2 separate regions of the Canis lupus genome follow, and region 1 is linked to region 2. Evidence: chromatin contacts called from public Hi-C data. All regions are on one chromosome and are shown on one strand. Each heading gives the region's core, a stretch centred on a gene start, on an enhancer-like site or on the middle of the called end of the contact. The rest is flanking DNA. Distances are from core to core; before and after follow the strand shown.

Region 1 (5,138 bases), core at 281-2,780, 170 kb after region 2:
GTGTCTTTTGCTCACGTCGTGGTCCCAGGGTCCTGGGATCCAGTCCAGCATTGGGCTCCCCATGGGGAGCCTGCCTCTGCCTCTCTCATGAATACATTTTTTTTTTAAAGGAATAACTAAGAGGGATCCACTCACCGGAGAGTATTCTAGATTGGCATTATGATTGGCTAAGTGGTTTAGTATGTCTGCAGCAGGCACCATCAAAGGGGAGTTTGGCTCCTTTTCATCGTCCTCTTCCTCCAGTGGTTCCTGAAAGCTGCCACAAAGAGAACTTTGCTAAAGCCCAGAGACTGGGGTGTGGTTCAGTGTTCTTTCCCCTCTCATCCCTCAATAGAATTCTAAAGCAAAAAAGTCCTTCGTTCTGCTCACTGACCTGTAGGCCATCACAAGAGCCACAAGCTGGCGGTAGAGATCCAGGGAGCGAACCCTGGGGCTGAAAAGATCCGGGTGGGCTTCCATGAAGGGCAACACGATGGAATAGTATTCACTGCGGATGTTGGCCAAGTCCTTCTCCACGGCCTCCGGTACGCCCGTGCCCTGCAGCAGTTGCCGGCGCTCCTCCTCGGGCCTGCAGGGAGACCCCACCGGGTTCCCTTCACACATCCCACCGAGACTAGTGCTTGGGAGCCCTGTCCCCGGGCCAGGGCTGTTTGAGCTAGGCTATGGTGCTGGTGCTCCCCACCCGTACTGAGGCTCTCACCAGAACATGGGGTGTTCCAAGCGGCCCAACTCCGGCCAGAGCGCAAAGTAGGGGCTCCAGAGCGAGGCTGGGGTCTGCAGCTCATGCAGCAGCGCCAACAGCAGCGGCACCCAGCCCGACTGGCTCTGCAGCGCGCCTCGCTCTGAGGGAGACGGGGAGGTGAGAGCCCGGGCGCCACCCCGCGGCCCGCCTCCCCGTCCCGCTCCCGCAGGCGCACCCACCTCGCTCCAGCAGGCCGCCTATGGAGCAGGTGTGCTGCGACAGGAGCGCGGCCCGCGGCACGGCGAACAGCAGCTCCCCGGGCTGCACGCTCTCCCGGGCCACCATACCGTAGCCGGCCACCGTGCCCTGCCGGCTCACCGTCACCTGAACGGGGGAGCGGCCGGTCCGAGCTGGCCTGCGCCCCCGCCCGCCCGCGCCCGCGCCCGCGCCCCCGCCCCCGCCCGCGCCCGCGCCCGCGCCCCCGCCGCCTCACCTTGGGACTCAGCTCCAGCCCCACCTGCCGGCACCAGCTCAGGAAGCCGGCCACCGGGTCCAGGTCCGGGTCCGGGTCGCTACCGCGCACGGGCCCCGCCACCTGAAACGAGCGAGCGCCGCGGAGACGGCCCGCCCCGGAGGAGGCCGAGGCGCGCGTGGAGGAAGTGCTCTGGGTGGGGGAAGGGGCGCGGTGAGAGGGCGGGGGCCTGCGCGAGCGGAGGGAGGGGGCGGGGGGCCGCGCTGCGGGCAGGGTAGGGACGAGGCGCGGCGGGGAGGACCCTGCGACTTACCCGCCGGCGCTTAGCCCGGGTCGCCATGGTCCCGGCCCCGCGGCCCCGCGGCCCCGCGGCCCTAGAGCCCCGCGCGCGCACTTCCGGCGTCTGGGGAAGGGCCTGGCGGGGACGGGGGCGGGGACGGGGACGGGGACGGGGGCGGGGACGGGGACGGGGGCGGGGACGCGGGCCACGTGACGTGGCCCGGGCCGCGGGGTGGAGGGCGAGCGGGGCTTGGAGCCTGCGCGATCGCTCCTCCCGGGAACGTGCTCCCGGGGCCGGGGTGTCCCCAGCGGGGTCTAGAAGACGTGCGGTCGGGTCCCTCCAGAGGACCCGCATCGAGCGAGGGTCTGAGTCTGCCTTCCTGATCTCGAGTCCCAGCCACTCAGCTCGTCCAACCCGTGTTATTTGCTCCGTAAGAGCAGGTTGCGTGTGCGCGTGCGTGTGTGTTTCCGAGGGGCACGGGAAGGGGCACGGGAAGAGTTCCCAGGGCTGGAATAGCCCCTCCGCCGCACTTGCTAGTATATCCCTCTGTTTTTCATCGTATACATGGGGTTTTATTTACGTGCTTTATTAGTTGACACATAGCAGGTACGCAGTATCTATTAAGTAAATGAGTGAATCAGAAATGGTGGTTAAACACAGGAAAGTAGAATACTTTTAAGAAACTGAAGCAGCGAATATAGAGGGCTTTGCAGTCACACAATGTTAAAGCCAGCTCCCAGCTTGGCTTAATAAGAAGCCTAATAAGATGGCAAATTCTTTATCTTGAGGCTCTGTTTCCTCAGCTGTGAAACTGAGATAACATATACCATGTGGAATTAACGTAAGGATGGGTGGGCACCTGGGCGGTGGCTCAGTGAAGCATCTGCCTTCAACTGTGGTCATGATCTTGGGGTCCTGGGATCCCGCAGCACCGGGCTGCGGTTTAGCAGGGAATCTGTTTCTCCTTTTACTTCCCCCTCTTCGCTGCTCTTCCTCACTAGCTAATTAAAAAAACAAACAAACAAACAAAAACACATAAGGATTGGTAAGATAATGTGATAAGAACTGTAAATAAGTGGGGGACCTGGCTGGTTCAGTTGGTAGAGCATGTGATTCTTGATCTGAGTGGTCCTGAGTTCAGGTCCCCAGGAGTTGAGTTTTTTAAATAGAACTAGAAGTAGAAACAGCAATGGGAACTCCTGCATACTCAGTCCCACCTAAACCCAGGAAGGACCTCAATGCTGCCATCTCAAAAGCTTCCCGTAACGGGCCTGGCGGCACTATACTTGAATTCTTCACTTATTAGTTTGTCAACACAGTTAATTAACTCTATTTGACAAGGGTTTTTATTTGTTTTACATTTTGTCATCTCAAAGTTTCATGACATCAGCCACCAGAATACATAAAGTTAGGTTCTTCACTTTATACAGAGAGGAAAATAATAAACTCCAGTAGAAGTTCACTTGACCAAAGAGACCACCTCTGATGGAAAACCACACCCAGGAAGACCCAATATACATACACACACACACACACACAAACACACATATATATATATATATAATGTATAGATATTTATAGATATCTCATCTGAAAGAACACAGAAAAAAAAAATCCAAGGTCTGCAGCACTATCTACAGTAAAGAGGGATTAATTCTACCAGCTTTTCAAACAGTCACATTTGATATTCAAAGGAAGCACGTGAATGAATAGAACTGGGCACAGACTAACACTCCACCAGGCTCTAGAGCAGTCTAGTAATGGCTTAAGATTCTAGAAGGGTGTGATATGTGCAAAGGAAAGGTGGATGCAGGTGTCCGCTCAGCCTCAGAGCACCCCACACACAACTGTCCCCTCCACAGCCCTGCAGTTTTCATTGCTCTCTCTCCCCTTTTACTATTTCGTTTTGTGCAATTGAGTCTCTGAGACCAGTAGCTCCAGTTTTCAGATTGGGAAATTCTCCCTGTGTGGGTGGGTAGGATGTGTATGGCACAGTCCTAGGCTTCACGTGAACGGGGAGGGGACCAGGGTGTGTGGAGAGCCTTTCTCCTCTGCCTGGCCCTTGTTCACTTTAGGAACCTTCACCTCCCACCCCAGGACCCAGCAAGGCCCAAGCCACTCCAATAGTCCTGAGACGGTGATGTGGGCCTGCAGAAGTCTGCCTTAGACCAGTTATCTCCAAGTAAACTTCCTTTCTTAGTGATACCCACAGAAAATATTGGCATAGCTTGACCAGAAATCTAACACCACCATGTTTCCGGTGGCCTTGGACACGCTGCTGTTGATTAGGTTGTCCTCTATGGAATTGGGAATCAGCCACCATGGCCTCTGGCCACATACTGCTTCCCCAAGGCAGGCACCATGAAGTGGTCGGGTCTGCCCAACCCCGATGGGCTCTCCTAGCATTTAAGCTCAGCCCCCAAATCCAGTCCCAATGGAAACAGAGGATCAGGCAACTTTCTACCTCAAGGCCTTGGTACAGACATCGGACAAGGCCAGGAGGTGGTGTAGTGTATGGGCTGAGACAGTCTGTGGGGTTCCTGCCTTTATGGTCCTCTGTGTTCTGTCTTCCTTGGGCAGAGAAACTCTGTTAGTCCCTGCCTGCCTGGCCCACATCACCAGGCCAGCCAAGAGAGCACCAGGAAAACTGCTGCCTGGTAGGAGCACCCCCTTGTGGCTATGGTTCAGATGATTGTCATATGTGCAAAAAGACAAACAGATGTGCTTGGTGAGGAGATGGGGAGAAAGGGGCCTGCAGAACTGCAGGGTGCCTGCCTCCCACTGCTCCCCAGTGTTGTCTCCTGGTTGTCACCTCAGTACCTGAGCTGGACCCTGTGCTCCTGCTGTCCCAGCACACCACTTCAAAACCCCACCCCATCTTCAAACCTGTCTGCCCAAGGGGGTCATCCCATGCTTTCTTCCGCCTAGGATATCCTGGATCCTGCCCAGAGAAGGACTCCAGCTCTCTCCTTAGCAAATCCCCTTCCTCCCTCTACCCCGCCCTGACTGTGGGGAGTTGGAAGAGGGAATCTAAGTCAGCCAAGTTAACAAGGTGAGCTGGGGTGGGGGGAGGAGCCTCTCAAACCATCTGGACATTGTTCTGCAGCATCTAGGATGAATCCCCTCATCTTTTTAACAAAAAAAGAAGTAAACCCATTTCCTCCCCTTGGCCTTCACAAAAATAAACTAAAAGGGAAATGAGCCGGAGCGAGGATGGCAATGGGACATTGATGCAGAGGATGAGGGAGTGGGGGGCAGCTGGGTGGCTCTGCTGGGCCAGGGGCTTCAACAGGACACCTCCATGGTGTGATTGACCTGGCCCAGGCCCTCGCTGCTTTCTGAGTGGGTGCAGGCCTGCGGGCGGCTGCCATCCACCGAACTGGCACTGGTGAGTGACGCGGTCCGGGAGCGGGCGAGGCGGGTCATGCTAGCCGAGGGCACTGTGGATAGAAAAGGGACAGGCATGAGGACTGGCAGGCAGGGCTGAGTGCCAGCAGGCAGGAAAAGGACTGACGCAAGCAAAGCGGCCAGCAAGACCCGTTCTTCCAACGGCACAGAGGCCCATTTCAAGCCACGGCTCTGGCACCTACTTTGTTAAGCCAGAGGCATGCAGCATCAGCAACCGTAACTGAGCCAAAGAGGTGGGGGGTGACAACTGGCCAGAGCTCTGGCCAGAACAGGGTGATCCGACTGGGTACCCCTGA
Region 2 (4,845 bases), core at 557-3,056:
TTTTTCTTTTATGAACATTGCCTCACTAATATCCTATACATGTTTGAGGTCTCGAAGGCTATACCTGGAAGTAAAATTGCTGGATCTTAAGATAGTGATTGTTATGGGTCAAAATGCATTCTCCCAAAATATAAGTTTAAGTTCCAATCCCAGGTACCTGTGATTTGCAAGCTGGGTCTCTGCAGATGTATAAGATGAAACCGTCACTGTAGGCTCTGATCCAATACGATTCATGTCCTTGAGGAGGAGAACAAACTCAGAGATACACACAGGGAGATAATACAATGTGAAAACAAAAACAAAACAAAACAAAATACAATGTGAAAACAGAGGCAGAGATTGAGTGATGTGTCTATAAGCCAAGGACCTGCTTGCTGGCAAGGATTGCCAGCAACTGCGAGAAGCTGGAAGAAGGCAGGGAGCAGATTCCTATCCCAGAGACTCCAGAAGGAACGAACCCTGCTGACATCTGGATTTTGGGCTTCTAGCCTCCCGAACTGTAAAAGAATAAATTTCCATTGTTTTAACCATCCAGTTTGTAGCATTTTGTTAGAGCACTTGTAGGAAGCTAATCTAGTAGTGGAATGGAAAGTTGTGGCCTATGGGAGCACAGGCTGAGGTCAGGGAGAGAGCAGATGAATCTGAGACAGTCGCTTGGGGCTGGGCTGGGAAGGGCCTAGAATATGACCTCAGGCAATGAGATGCCACAGAAGACAAATTAAATTGGCAAGGGACACGGTTCTATTTGGGGTTTAGAGAAGTATCTGAGAAACAGCCATTTTTTTTTAATTTTTTTTATTTTATTTATTTATGATAGGCACACAGTGAGAGAGAGAGAGAGGCAGAGACATAGGCAGAGGGAGAAGCAGGCTCCATGCACTGGGAGCCCGACGTGGGATTCGATCCCAGGTCTCCAGGATCGCGCCCTGGGCCAAAGGCAGGCGCTAAACCGCTGTGCCACCCAGGGATCCCCGAGAAACAGCCATTCTTGAGAGCTGACTTGTTTGAATCATTCTAGTTCTGATATCTCAAATTTATTCACTTTTTCCTTTAAAACTGTTTCATTCCATTCCACACACAACTGTAAGGATTTGACTGACAAACACAAGTTTGTCATTAAAAACCATGCATTGGGGATCCCTGGGTGGCGCAGCGGTTTAGCGCCTGCCTTTGGCCCAGGGCGCGATCCTGGAGACCCGGGATCGAATCCCACGTCGGGCTCCCGGTGCATGGGGCCTGCTTCTCCTTCTGCCTATGTGTGTGTGTCTCTCTCTATATATATATCATAAATAAATAAAAATTAAAAAAAAAAACAAAAAACCATGCATTATCTTGCGCTACTACACCAGGCCGTTCTTAGACATAATCGGCTAATCTCAATCATCACAAATACCCCCACGAGATGGGCCTGTTATCCTCTACAAACCAGGGATAAGAAAGATTCAGGAAGAAGGTGGGTGATTTGCACTTAGGGAAACAGCTTGCTAAAGTCTGAGGACTGGCCACCTTGGGCACTGGCTGTACGGCAGATGGCAAATTACTCTCACCTACATCGGTATATATTTTCCCAGCTCTCGAGTTGGCATAATAGCTGCTACCTCTACAGTCGGGTCTGTCGTGATTAAGCCAAAGCTTTTCAGGCGCTGCGAACCGCGATACAACGCAGGGTCACAGTTCTCCGGGACCACGTGGCCCTGGGGGAGCCGACTCCCGGGCGAGCCCACGCGGCTCAGAGGCGGCGGCCGCGCCGAGGCGCCCCCGCCGCCAGGGTGCGCTGTGACGACGTTCGCGCCGGCGGACGGCCGCTCTAGCCGCCCGGGTAAGTCGCTGTCCTTACCTCCCGCGGGAGCCCGCGCCTGCGTGTCTGCGCCCGCCGGCCTGCGCTCCGTCGTGCCGCTGCCCACTGCCTTCTCGCCGCCCAGCATGGCCCTGTTGCACTCCGGCCGCGTCCTGTCTGGGGTCGCCGCCGCCTTCCACCCAGGCCTCGCTGGTGCGGCTTCTGCGAGAGCCAGGTAAGCAGGGGAGACGGACACGGAGCTGGGGACGACGGGCCTGCCCATCCGGGCTGCCGGCGCCCCAGGGCATCTAACCCCCCAGCCCCCCAAGCACAGGCACCATACACACACTTTCTCTGACACCCCCTCGGCTTCAGTGGGGGCTGATAATTGAGCGTCGGCGCCTCAAAGTGACCCTCGGGGTCTTACATCCCCATCCCTCCCCTCCCTTGTCCCGGGACCGCAGGACAGCGTGCCAGCGCATTCCCCCGGGTTCCGAGTCTGCGGCCCTCTCCAGCACCCGGACTCCCATTCAGGGTTTGGGGGGTCACGAGACGCGGATTCGGCGCCGTGGGGGCGGGGGGCGGGGGGCGGGGGACGGGGGGGTGGGGTGAGGTGAGGTGGCGAGGGGAAGGCTCTCGCGGCTGCGGTGCCCGGCCGGCCTGGCGCCCATTGGCTGCGCCGCCGAGGCTGCCTTGCGCGGATTGGCTGCGGCGCGCAGGGCCGGGTGCCCTTGGTGCGCTGCCCTGGGGCGCGCGGCGGGGCTCACCTGTCGTGGCCTCCCGCGGGCTTGAGCGGGGTTGCAGGGCCGCGGCGTGCTTCTGGCCGTGGGCCGCGGGAAAGGAAGTACAGGGCAGGGAGGCTCCCGGGGCCCTGGCTTTCAGGCCCAGCTCTCGCTTCTGCATCCCCTGACCTTGGTGCGTGCATCCTCCCTCCTTCCCCCTCCCCCGTGTTACCACCAGAGTCCCCGGTGACCCCTGGACCATGTGGCCTTCACATGGAAAAGGTTCAAGGTGTAGTTCACCTCCTTTTTGTTTGACTATAGGGAAGTCACCGCTCTTCCTCTCCACCTCTCTGTGCTCTCATTTACTAAATATTTCGTCACAGTCTCACAGAGCCAGGTGCTAGGCCAAATGATAGAGGCAGTGGTGAACGAGTGACGGGTGTCACTCAAGACATTTACAAATATGTAACTTCACACTGTGCTAAGTGTTGCAATAAGAAAGTATGGAGTTTAAAACGAATTAGTAATTCCTTCCTAGTGAAGACCCAAGCCAGGCGATTAAGTGACTCAAGAAGGCAGTTTGAGACTGTATGCTTTAAGTACCACCTAAAGAGGAGCCTAGTCTCCAGCCCACCACGGGCCAGATACTGATTACAAGGAGCAAAGCCCTGGCCTGTTCTGTGTGCCTTGATTGTATGCCTGTCATCCTCAACCGGCAGAACAGTTTGTCCTTTACACAGCCTCACACTCTTGGCAGTACAGTTTTGCTTGGGCTTTCACACTTTGTCTATCCCTGATTTAGTTCCTCCTTGGCACTCTTTCAAGGTGTGCTCTCTAAGCCAGCCTACCTAGTGGACCAGAATTAGGGAGAAGAGAAAGGGGTGCCTAAAGTTATGGGCAAGAGAAAGTTTTGCAATATTGTAGTGGTCTTAAAAGTGATTATTGTTTTATAGATTTGGCTGGGTGGCCTAAAGCTTTACTTAAAGTGCTTGGTGCATATCCCTATGGGTGTGACCTTTTAGTCATTCTTTGAGTTTGAGTGGCTGACTCATTTTTCTTTTCAGTCTTTTCACAATGAGAATGTAAGTTCCATAACGACTTTGCTCACTGCTGTAAAGTCTTAAAGTAGTTGAGCATCTACAGCTGAGAAGATGCTGTTCAGATTTAAGCAATGATACATGATTGGGTGATAGAGCCAGCTGCCATATTTGGCCATGACAGGTAACCCTTCCGACAACAAGGAAATGAGAACCTTCACTGCTGCCACTGTAGAAGTGATCTTGACCAAAGTATATTTTTTTAAGATTTTATTCATTTGTGAAAGACACAGAAGGAGAGAGACAGAGACACAGGCAGAGGGAGAAGCAGGCTCCATTCAGGAAGCCCAATGTGGGACTCAATCCCAGGACCCTGGGATCACGCCCTGAACCAAGGGAGACACTCAACTGCTAAGCCACCCAAGCATCCTGATCTTTACCAAAATCTAAAGTTTATTTAAAGTAAACTCCACTAATTGAAATTTCTTTATTTTTTTAAACAGCCCATTTTTATACAATTCAATCTTGGCAGTCAGCATTCTGAAGAACTGAGGGTTAATCCTATAAAATACTTAATTGGTGTTGAGTCTTTTTTTTTTTTTAAGATTTTATTTATTCATGAGAGACATGGAGGGGGGAGGCAGAGACACAGGTAGAAAGAGAAGCAGGCCCCATGCAGGGAGCCCGATGTGGGACTCGATCCCGGGACTCCAGGATCAGGCTCTGGGCTGAAGGCAGCGCTAAACTGCTGAGCCACCCAGGCTGCCTGGTGTTGAGTCATTTTAATGGAACTCTTAAGTTCAAATGTTTCATTTAGCTGTATTATTTGTTGTAAGATTTTATTTATTCATGAGAGACAGAGAGAGAAGCAGGCTCCCTGCAGGGAGCCCAGTATGGGACTCGATCCCCAGACCCTGGGATCACACCCTGAACCAAAAGTAGACACTCAACCACTGAGCCACCCAGGCGCCCCCATTTAGCTGCACATTTTATTTTATTTTATTTTATTAAGATTTATTTATTTATGATAGACATAGAGAGGCAGAGACACAAGAGGAGGGAGAAGCAGGCTCCATGCTGGGAGCCCGACATGGGACTCCATCCCGGGACTCCAGGATCGCGCCCTGAGCCAAAGGCAGGCGCTAAACCGCTGAGCCACCCAGGGATCCCCATAGCTGCACGTTTTAAACAGAAAACACTCAACATTTAACCTTTTCTGGTTGACCGTGCTGTGAAAACATAGTGACATGAAATCAGGCTTAGTCCCAGGTCAGTAAAGAAAGGGAAATATGCTAATATATCTTGATTT

The links. A called contact is a pair of places that touch in the nucleus more often than the background predicts.
Region 1: a contact with region 2 is called in a Hi-C map of blood, with 5 times the contacts expected there. The contact joins the promoter of SETD6 here to the promoter of GOT2 in region 2. A contact is called at or near these places in 2 of 9 Hi-C or Micro-C datasets (both in blood).

The regions. Positions count from the first base shown.
Region 1 is chr2:57,412,116-57,417,253 of UU_Cfam_GSD_1.0, forward strand. It overlaps SETD6 (N-lysine methyltransferase SETD6), which reads right to left and starts at 1,531. Exons shown (of 9, transcript XM_038530895.1): 1 at 1,468-1,531; 2 at 1,176-1,346; 3 at 922-1,066; 4 at 701-842; 5 at 374-568; 6 at 136-256. The coding sequence starts at 1,494. It overlaps NDRG4 (protein NDRG4), which reads right to left. Exons shown (of 17, transcript XM_038530899.1): 17 at 2,758-4,874. The coding sequence ends at 4,720.
Region 2 is chr2:57,237,722-57,242,566 of UU_Cfam_GSD_1.0, forward strand. It overlaps GOT2 (aspartate aminotransferase, mitochondrial), which reads left to right and starts at 1,807. Exons shown (of 10, transcript XM_038530878.1): 1 at 1,807-2,012. The coding sequence starts at 1,924. LOC111092647 (a long non-coding RNA gene) reads right to left here and starts at 2,329. Exons shown (of 3, transcript XR_005355700.1): 1 at 1,838-2,329; 2 at 158-497.